Regions from separate parts of the Mus musculus genome. Here all the other regions are linked to region 1. The links are chromatin contacts, called in public promoter capture Hi-C maps. All regions are on one chromosome and are shown on one strand. Each heading gives the region's core, a stretch centred on a gene start, on an enhancer-like site or on the middle of the called end of the contact. The rest is flanking DNA. Distances are from core to core; before and after follow the strand shown. Region 1 holds the start of Smox (spermine oxidase). Region 2 holds the start of Rassf2 (Ras association (RalGDS/AF-6) domain family member 2). Region 3 overlaps Atrn (attractin).

Region 1 (2,700 bases), core at 54-2,553:
ATTTAACAGCAAAACTAAGGGGAAGGGGACAGGCTAGGGCAGGCTGGTAGAAGGGAGGAACTGGGGCACCCAGGGAAAGATACAACTCTAGGACAGAGCTTTCTAAAGACACTGCAAGGCAAGCAAAACCTGCTAGAGCGGCCCTGGATGGACTGCAGAAGGAAAGGGTGCCTGCTTCTTAGGGGCACTGCTTAAAGTCAGAACTTCCGAGGAGATCCTTGTGATGGGAATTGGGTGCCTGGCTGACGGGGGATGAGGTTCAAAGCCAAACAGGGAGACTGTGAAATGACGAGGGCGGACAAAGACTGTTCTCAAAACCTGCTGGGTAAGAAATGCCAGGGACATCTAAAGGGATGGTCACAGGGCCCAGGAGGAAGCGCGGCCCTTCAAGCCCTGTAATGCTCCTTCCTCTGTAAGAGGAAAGGGACAGAGGTAGCAGAACACAAATAAATGAGGGCCATTCAAACACTTTCTTGACCTTCTCTTTACCCCCAGCCTGGGTGACCTCCACTCAGCACCTGCTGTTTCCCCCACAAGCTCGGCCAAGTGGACCCCAGGCGGGACGGTGCTGTGCCACTATCAGTTGGCTCCTCCAACAACCTGTGGGCACGGCTCACGAAAGGGCCAGCCACGGCGCGGTTTGCTCAGGTGCAAGACCCAAAAGGTCCGCGCACCGCTCACCTGCTCCACAGCCGCGCCACCTCCAAGCCGGCGGCCGGCCTCGGCACCCCTTCCCGGCGAAGCGACTTGCTCCCTTCCCTTCGTCAGCCTGGCTCCGGCCAAGCCGGGCAGCCTGTGAGCCCCGGGGCAACCCGCGGGAGAGCGGCTCCCCACTCCTCCAGCTGTCCCAAGGAGACCGGCAGACGCCGGGCCGCCGCCGCCGCCGCCGCCGCCGCAAGCTGTGTTCCCTCCCCTCCACAGCGCACACCCTCCGGGCCGACCGAGTGCCTCGCCGGCTTTGTCTGCGCCGCCGCGCTGGGCGTCCGGAGGATGCGGCCCGGACCCCGGGGTCGCGGCCAGCCCGGGCAGCCTCTTCTGCCCACCGCCCGCCGCCGGCCTCCATCGGGAGCCCCTTGCCTACGAGGCTCGGTGGCTGTCCGAGCCCGGGTCGGGGAGGCCGCACGGTACCTTTCCTTGCGGAGCCCGGGAGCGTCTTCGCGAGCGGCCTCGGCCTCTCCGCCTCCCCTCCTCCGCAGCCACTGGGCTTCCTCCTGCAGCCGCCGCCGGGACCGTAGGGCCGAGCCAGCCGCCGGGGCCTGTGCGGGGGCCCCGCTCCGCCTCGCGTCCCCGGCCCACCCCGCCTGGGTGCTCCGCCCCGGGCCCGCCCACCGGGGGCGGGGAGCCCGAGGCCACCCAGCCTGGAGTTGCCCGCGGCACAGCCACCTGCACTCCCCTATCTCGCAAAAGGGACGCCTCACCCACCTATCCGCCCAGAAACAGAGCCAGCCCCGCGACGCCCCGCCCTGCAAAGCAGACGAGGTCTTCCGGCACTGTCAGAGCGCTGCGCCCACCTCAGTTTACCCAGACTCTGCCGCCCTTTTGAAAAGAAGAAAGGGCCCCTCTTGTCCTGGACTGTCTCTCGTCCTGCAGGTCTCAGGTGGGTGCCGGCGGGAACCAGGAACCTCAGGTGAAAGGAAAAGAATGCTCACATCCTCTCAGTACCCAGCCCATGTCCTGAAGTGGCCCTTTTTAAAAAGTGTATTTCCCTAGTAAAACCCTCAAACTTTTAATAAAAGCCAACGTTAATACTAGGTGGCACTTTTTCCTTTTTTCAAAAAAAAATTAATTGGTATCAATTATTTTTTAGCGGGCAATAGTGGCACATGCCTTTAATCTGGTGGTTCTCCAGCTTCCTAATGCTGACACACAGTTCCTCGTGTTGTAGTGACCCCCCAACCATAAAATTATTTCATTGCTACTTCGTAACTGTAATGTTGCTACTGTTATGAATTGAAACATAAATAAATATCTGACATGCGACCCCTATGAAAGGTCGTTGGAACCCTAAGGGATAGTAACCCACAGGTTTAGGACCACTGCGGAATCCCTCTAGAAGCAGGTGGATCTCTGAGTTCAAAGCCAGTCTGAACCACAGAGTAAGTGTAGGACAGCCAGAGTCAAACAGAGAAATCCTGTCTTGAACCACCCCCAACTCTCCCCCTCCACACACACACACAAAAGTAAGAAAATTATTTTTTATTCATCTCTGCACCTCCTAATCTGTTTTTTCGTATGTTTTGCTGGTACTACACCAGGTCAACACTTGGTCCGAGGGAATACAAGCCCCTGGTGGCCGCAGAGCCTCTACTCCGAACTGTGTCTCTGGAGGGGGCCCTCCCCTGATTTCAACCTGGAACCAGGCAATGCTGAGCACAGGTCGCTGTAGGTTCAGCCCGGAGAGATCCTGGATGTGGATCACATGCTCGTGATCCCAGCCTCAGAAGGCCATGTGGGGGGGGGGGGGGTACAGAGTTCAAGGCTAGCCTTGGCTACATACCAACTTCAAGGCCAGGCTGAGCCACACAGTGAAAGCCTGCCTCAAAGAAGCAAGAAGTAGAGATGTGGCTCAACAGCAGAACACACTTCTCAACATAGACAAGGCTCTGGGGCCAATCCCCAAAACTGAATTATATATATAATTCATATATATATATATATATATATATATATATATATGGCCTGGAAAGAGGTAGCCCTGCA
Region 2 (3,038 bases), core at 221-2,720, 540 kb before region 1:
TCCTGAGCAATTATGTGTGCACGTCATCAGGCCTTGCCCGGTTTGGATTTAACAGGGTCAAGGACCAGTATTTCGGGCATTAGGAGTGTACCCTCATTGGCAGGAAGCCAGATGATTGGTTATAAGATGACCATTTGACTCAACGCGAGCCAGGGGAGCCAGGGAGCGGCTCTCCTGAGAGGCTGGGCTAGAACTGAAGAATTCTAGCAGCATCTCACAGACTTCTTCAATAGCAAAACCAGAGCCCTGCTGTTAGGAGTCATGGCTGCCCTTTGTCCTGTTTCTGAGGTCACGGAAGGCCAGGTTAGAAGAGAAGAAAGATTCCCTTGGAGAAGGTTTCCTGGAGAGTTCCTCAGCTCACCCTGCAAATCTAGCTTGAGAAAGGCTGCGAAGGAAAGCAGCTTACCTGAAACACAGTAATGGCTCCAGTGAAAGAAATTAATGGACCCGGTTTGTGTTTATAGCTCAAGGGGAAAGAACTAGATGCATTTATCTCCCTAACACCCCCCTCCCCTTTCACAGTAGAAAAAGCCGATCAGTAGCCTTCTTGTTCAGTGTTGTGGGACATTTCCAGCACCACCCCGCAGCTGCGCTTTGGCCTCCGCACATTTGAGGCTGGCTGGTCTGGGAACGGATAGCCGTTTATAACATTGTTTCTATGGGAGACACATTCCAAGATCCAAACAATGAGTTTAAAAGAGAATATCTGGCTTCCAGGCAGATGGGATGCACTTTGGAGGCTTGGCTGCCCTTTCTTTAACCGTTAGATTCCCTTCCCCTTTGGTTTGGGGACCAACTGCAAGGTCGGGCATATGTAAACGAAGAATTATGGTTAGAGGGTATAGAATCCGTAGCTGGGTGCTCCCTCCTATACACTAGAGTTCCTCGGAGGTCTAAGGATGGAGAGGAGGAGGAGGTGAGGAATGGACAAAGAAACTTGACTTCCTTCACATTGCCGTCACGTCTGCCGGCCTGCCGAGTCGAAGGGGCCCACTTAGCCCTTTGGCAACTCAAACCCTTTTGGGAACAAACCCGGGTGTTAGAAAGAACCACCACCCAACTCCACCAACTGCACATCCTCTGCTAGGAAATCTGCATTCTCTAGGCGGGCTGCTCCCTGGGAGTGACTGTCACAGAGCCAGGCGAACTGAAGAGCTTGGGCTAAATCTCGGCGTGGCTTGGAGAGGGCAGGCGCGATGGGGTGAGAGGCAGCACCTTATTCCCTCCACCCACGCTCTCCGCCTCCTCCTCCTCATGCACTCTGGCCTGCTGAGAAGAAACGCTGGCAGCCCGCGCGAGGTGGGGTGGGGGTACGCGGGGAGGGGGGGGGTAGAGATGAAGGGAGGAGGCGACGCGAAGCCACAGCATTGTCTGTCTTGAAGGGAGGGGAGAAGCTCCGCCCCCTAGAGGGGAGGGAGGGGGAGAAGGGAAAGAAAGGCAAGAGAAGAGGGGTGGGGAGAGAACTGCAGGGTGGCGGGTGGGTTGGTCAAGGATCGGCAGATAAAGGCAGAGCTCGGGGAGGCGGGGCGGAGGGGCCAGGTGGGCGGGGCGCCCGCCCTCAACCGCACTGTCGCCGCCCAGGCCGGCCCAAGCGAGCGGGTCCCGCGGATCACTGGCCAAGCACGCTGGAGCACCCCCACCCCCGCAGCGGCGCCCCCACTTTCCAACCCCTGCGGCGAGAGCGGATGCAGATGGTCCGGGAGACAGGCAAGACACAGGGCGCGGGGCTCGAAGAGCCGGGTACTGGCACAGGATGCGGGCGCAAGGTGCTGGTGGTCCTCTTTCCCTCTACCCAGCTCAAAGTTTTCCCTCAGTGGCCCGTGGCCAGCCTGGTCCGGTCCCTGACTCTTCCCTGTCCCCTTTTGCCACCCAAGCCACAAGGTGGGCTTAGATATGCGGGCTGCCCCAGAAGCAGCGCAGGCGGGCGCCCCAGCCCACTCCTTTTCCCCGGGTAGAAAGTTGTGGCCTGGAGCTCATGCTGCGGCTCTGACCCCTTAAGATCTTTTCTGAGGTCGACACTAAGTGCAGTGGCAGGAAATTGCCCCCATCCCCAGAGCAGGGTGTCCCCGAACTCCCTGGAGAGGTGAAGCGAGATAGCAGGTGCAGGCCTGTAGAGCTTAGGGGAGGGTCGGACTGTTGTGCGCACTCTGGCTCCCCGGGCGGGGACCACATCTCCAACCCGCGGCGAACCCAGTTCCCTTTGGGTTTCAGAGTTTAAGAGCGCGCGGTGCTCGGCGCACTTCCCCCTCCCGGGTTTCTTGTCCCTTCCGGAGCTTGTGCCTGAGGTCGCTGGAGACCGAGCTAGGCAGGTGCTTTCAAAAGACGGCCTGGCCACTCGTGTATTAGAGCGCTTACTCTGCACCCAGCTTTATCTCCGAGTGCGCCCTGGGAGGCAGCAGAATGGTGGAGTCCCGACAGGGGCAGATTTGGAACAGCCACTGGACAGATAGCCACTGTGCTTCAGTGGCAAGCTCAGCACGAGGCTTCTCAATGCTGCGCGCGCTTTAGTCCCAAGAGTCTGGAAAACCAGGGCATTAGAAACGATTCTTCCTGAGAGCAGAGGCCAGGGGTTACGGTAAGCAAGTGGAGGATTCCTGTAAGAGGAAGCGGTGGACAAATGACAATTTGTCAGAGCCGGCTCTGTCCCTGCGGTAAATGGCCCTGGGACAGTGGGAAGAAAAAAATTAGGGTCACGGTTCTCAAAAGATAGCCGGCAGATTCAGCCAGGGGATATCTTTGAAGAGCACGTAAATGAGGAACCTGAGGTTGATTTGCCATACTTTCAATCCACGTTTATTAAGTGGAAGCTTTTCCTACAGGTGGTCTGGGGGTTAAAGAAACCTCTGTGGCTAAGCTATACTGGATTTGAGAAGAGTGCCCCCCTTCCTCCCCTTGTTCTCATTCTCCCTTTCTGTCCTAGGGGACTAACTGTGGTATTTTCCTGAGCGATGCTCATTTGAGCTGTTGCTTATGGGCTGTTCCTCCTCCGGACTAAAGCCTGATTCCTAGGACCTGCTGCAGTCCAGCGGGATTCAGGA
Region 3 (2,730 bases), core at 8-2,507, 530 kb after region 1:
TATTTAAACGATTTAAACATTAGTTTAAAGTCTAAACACCTTAGAGCAAAAGACGGAAGTTTAGGATATACTTTCACCTTATTATAAAGAAGACCATCTAGACAAGACTGCATCGGATCAGCACTAACTGGACTCAGTGTGCTAACCTTCACCCTGAAAGGGAGGCCATAAGGCTAGGAAGGAGATGCACTGGGAAAGCCTAGAGGAGCTGGAAGGAATGGCGGTGGATATGAACAAGCTATATTGTATACATGTATGAAATTTTCACAGAACAAGTTTTTAAAGATTCATATTTTGTTTTGTTTTGTTAAGCTAGGGTTTCTCTGTGTACCCTGCCTGGCCTGGAACTTGCTCTGTAGACCAGGCTGGCCTCACACTAATGGAGATACACCTGCCTCTGCCCCTTGAGTGCTGGGACCAAAGGGATGCGCCACCACACTGGCAAGATTCAAATTTTTAAAACAAATTCTAAAGATTAAAGATTCAAAGTTCTCTTAAGCAGACACTTAATTCCCTGTGCTCCTCAGTGAGTCCTTATGATCTTCAGATGCACTTTAATGATCTTTAGATGCATTTTCACAGGAATGTCAAACAAATGTTACAAAATTATAATTCTGACATTCCTATTATACAATAAAAACAATAAAATGTAACACAAGATTATACATTAAGGTAAAATAACAGTGCACTGGCCTAATATTTAAAGGACTAGCCAGAATTATTTTAGAGTGTTTACTGTTTTGCATTTTGCTTATTTTGATATCCAAAGCATTTAATGCTATCTTTGGCTCCTTGCAAGCTGACAAGAAGGGCCAAGGCCCTGCCTTGGCTTGGGAGGGGTCCTGAGGAAGGTGTTTCTGGGGGAGGGCAACTTGTCAACAAAAACAAAAAGTCAAATTGTGGGTCCAAGCTGGAGACAGTTTTCCAGTCTACTTTCTCTCTGACCGGCTTTCTCTACAGACAGCTCTCTCTCTAGACAGCTTTCTCTTGCTATTCTTTGCTGAAGGCAGTTCTCCAGGCAGTTCTCTCTTGCTATTGCAAAAAACATTCTGGATAGCTCGTCTCCTGCAGGTCATAAACCCAGTTACTCCAGGTTTCCTATAAATCAGCATCCTGGGACTCAGGCCCCTTGGGAGACAACAAGCACACATTTCCTTTTAACATTACAAAAGAATTCAGAGATCTACCTGCCTCTGTTAAGCACAAAAACTAGTTGGGTATCCTGTCTGGAAATTACCATTTCTACCACACCAAGGTCTAACTAACCTTGCTCTGTTCCAGGCCCACCCTGAACTCAGGACTTTGTCTGCCTTTGTAAGCACAAACTTAGCTGGGTGGCCTCCTCTAGCAATCAGCACTCCCTAAATCTCTTTAACTGCTTACTCAATATCTTTCTGACAAGTTGGCTCACAGCGAAGCTGCTTTTGTTCCTTTAGATCTGTGAAGCCCCTCATACAATTCATATTGCATCCTTCTATTTTTGTATAGTTGAGGAAGTATATGGTTTTGAACTCATGTTCTTTTCCACAGCCTTAAGAGCTGTCCTGAAGGTCCCACCATTTACTTCCCAGACTCACACTGGCTCTGATTATCATGAAGTCATTCACATTAACAGAAGGACATTACTCAGAAGAGGAGCATGAAATATGTACATTATTATACAAACAGGTTTATGTCCATAGTGTGACATCCATGGAGGCCCGGACCTGCTGCCCCTGTCTCAGGGCTGGAACCATGTCATTCTGTCCCAACCAGGACCATGCTGGACTCCTCAGTTCCCCCTCTTTTGTTACTAATTTGAGGGTGCAAACGTTGACTGTGAGCGCTTGACTTGCTTGATGTAGACTAATAGATGAAATAAATATCCCAAATTTCCCTCAGCTTTCCTTAATGCAATATACAGCTGCCAGCTTGGACCTACAATTGGACTTTTTGGGTTTTTTGACACCCCTTTCCTCAGAACCCCTCCCAAGCCAAGACTAGACCTTGACAAGTAAGAAACAGCTGTTGCACAGGGACTTCAACAACCTCAATCTCACCAGTTATCTACTGATACTATTTCAAGACAAGGTACTGGATCAAGATCATGCTGAATTTTGTTACGGTGTCCTAATAATAAGGGCAGGGGTTCTCAGTATGATATTCAAGATGCCTCCACTGGAAAAAATACATACCCAAGTCATATTCCTGCACAACGCTTATATATCCATAGAGTGGGCAATGACCGAAGATGACCAACATGACCACACGGCCAGATGCCAGTGTAACAATGTGTGCTGAGTGTCCAACCACTGCATACTGATCCTTAGCTTTCGGAGTTAACAATACCCATGATTCATTATGAATATGAAATACTCTCAGCTCATTGGTCACGTTCCCTGTTGAATCAATTTTTCCTCCATACATGTAGATTTTATCCTATAAGAAAGATGTAAACAGGATTTTTAAAACCATTAAGAAATCAACTCTAGGGCTGGAGAGAGAGTTTATGAACACTTGCTGCTCTTGCAGAGGACCCGGGTTTAGTTCCTAGTACCCACATGGCAGCTAACAGCCACCAGTTCTGATGCCATCCTCTTCTGACCTCTGGAGGAACAGTATACACAGGCATACATGCAGGCAAAACACCCACACACATAAAATAAAAATAAATACATCTTTTTAAAAATTATATTGGAAAACAACAATGAGTGGTTCACAATCTCATTGTGATCCCAGCTTAAGAAGTGT

What was found. Promoter capture Hi-C pulls out the DNA fragments that hold promoters and counts their contacts.
Region 2: a promoter capture Hi-C map of embryonic stem cells shows a contact between it and region 1, with 14 read pairs. The contact joins the promoter of Rassf2 here to the promoter of Smox in region 1. A contact is called at or near these places in 2 of 39 promoter capture datasets (cranial neural crest and embryonic stem cells), 1 of 484 Hi-C or Micro-C datasets (CD4 T cells) and 1 of 115 datasets of contacts at active chromatin or transcription factors (astrocytes).
Region 3: a promoter capture Hi-C map of embryonic stem cells shows a contact between it and region 1, with 3 times the contacts expected there. The contact joins the enhancer-like site here to the promoter of Smox in region 1. A contact is called at or near these places in 13 of 39 promoter capture datasets (the 3T3-L1 cell line, 3T3-L1-derived adipocytes, the HPC-7 cell line and 8 more), 4 of 484 Hi-C or Micro-C datasets (the G1E-ER4 cell line, the HPC-7 cell line and embryonic stem cells), 5 of 115 datasets of contacts at active chromatin or transcription factors (astrocytes, embryonic forebrain, embryonic stem cells and 1 more) and 1 of 9 other capture datasets (embryonic stem cells).

Annotation. Positions count from the first base shown.
Region 1 is chr2:131,490,465-131,493,164 of GRCm38.p6, reverse strand. It overlaps Smox (spermine oxidase), which reads right to left and starts at 1,303. Exons shown (of 7, transcript NM_145533.2): 1 at 1,129-1,303. Gm30679 reads left to right here and starts at 889. Exons shown (of 2, transcript XM_030252306.1): 1 at 889-1,597. The coding sequence starts at 991.
Region 2 is chr2:132,028,420-132,031,457 of GRCm38.p6, reverse strand. Rassf2 (Ras association (RalGDS/AF-6) domain family member 2) reads left to right here and starts at 1,470. Exons shown (of 11, transcript NM_175445.4): 1 at 1,470-1,707. Gm31179 (a long non-coding RNA gene) reads right to left here and starts at 1,007. Exons shown (of 3, transcript XR_374996.3): 1 at 407-1,007.
Region 3 is chr2:130,957,593-130,960,322 of GRCm38.p6, reverse strand. It overlaps Atrn (attractin), which reads right to left. Exons shown (of 29, transcript NM_009730.3): 8 at 2,175-2,418. Among named protein-coding and RNA genes, the nearest start is that of Atrn, 52 kb to the right of the region's middle. Within about 2 kb of position 1,257, at least 4 of the 459 cell types and tissues checked have an H3K27ac peak or open chromatin away from gene starts, as enhancers often do. A contact at or near this core is called in embryonic stem cells, where this site is marked.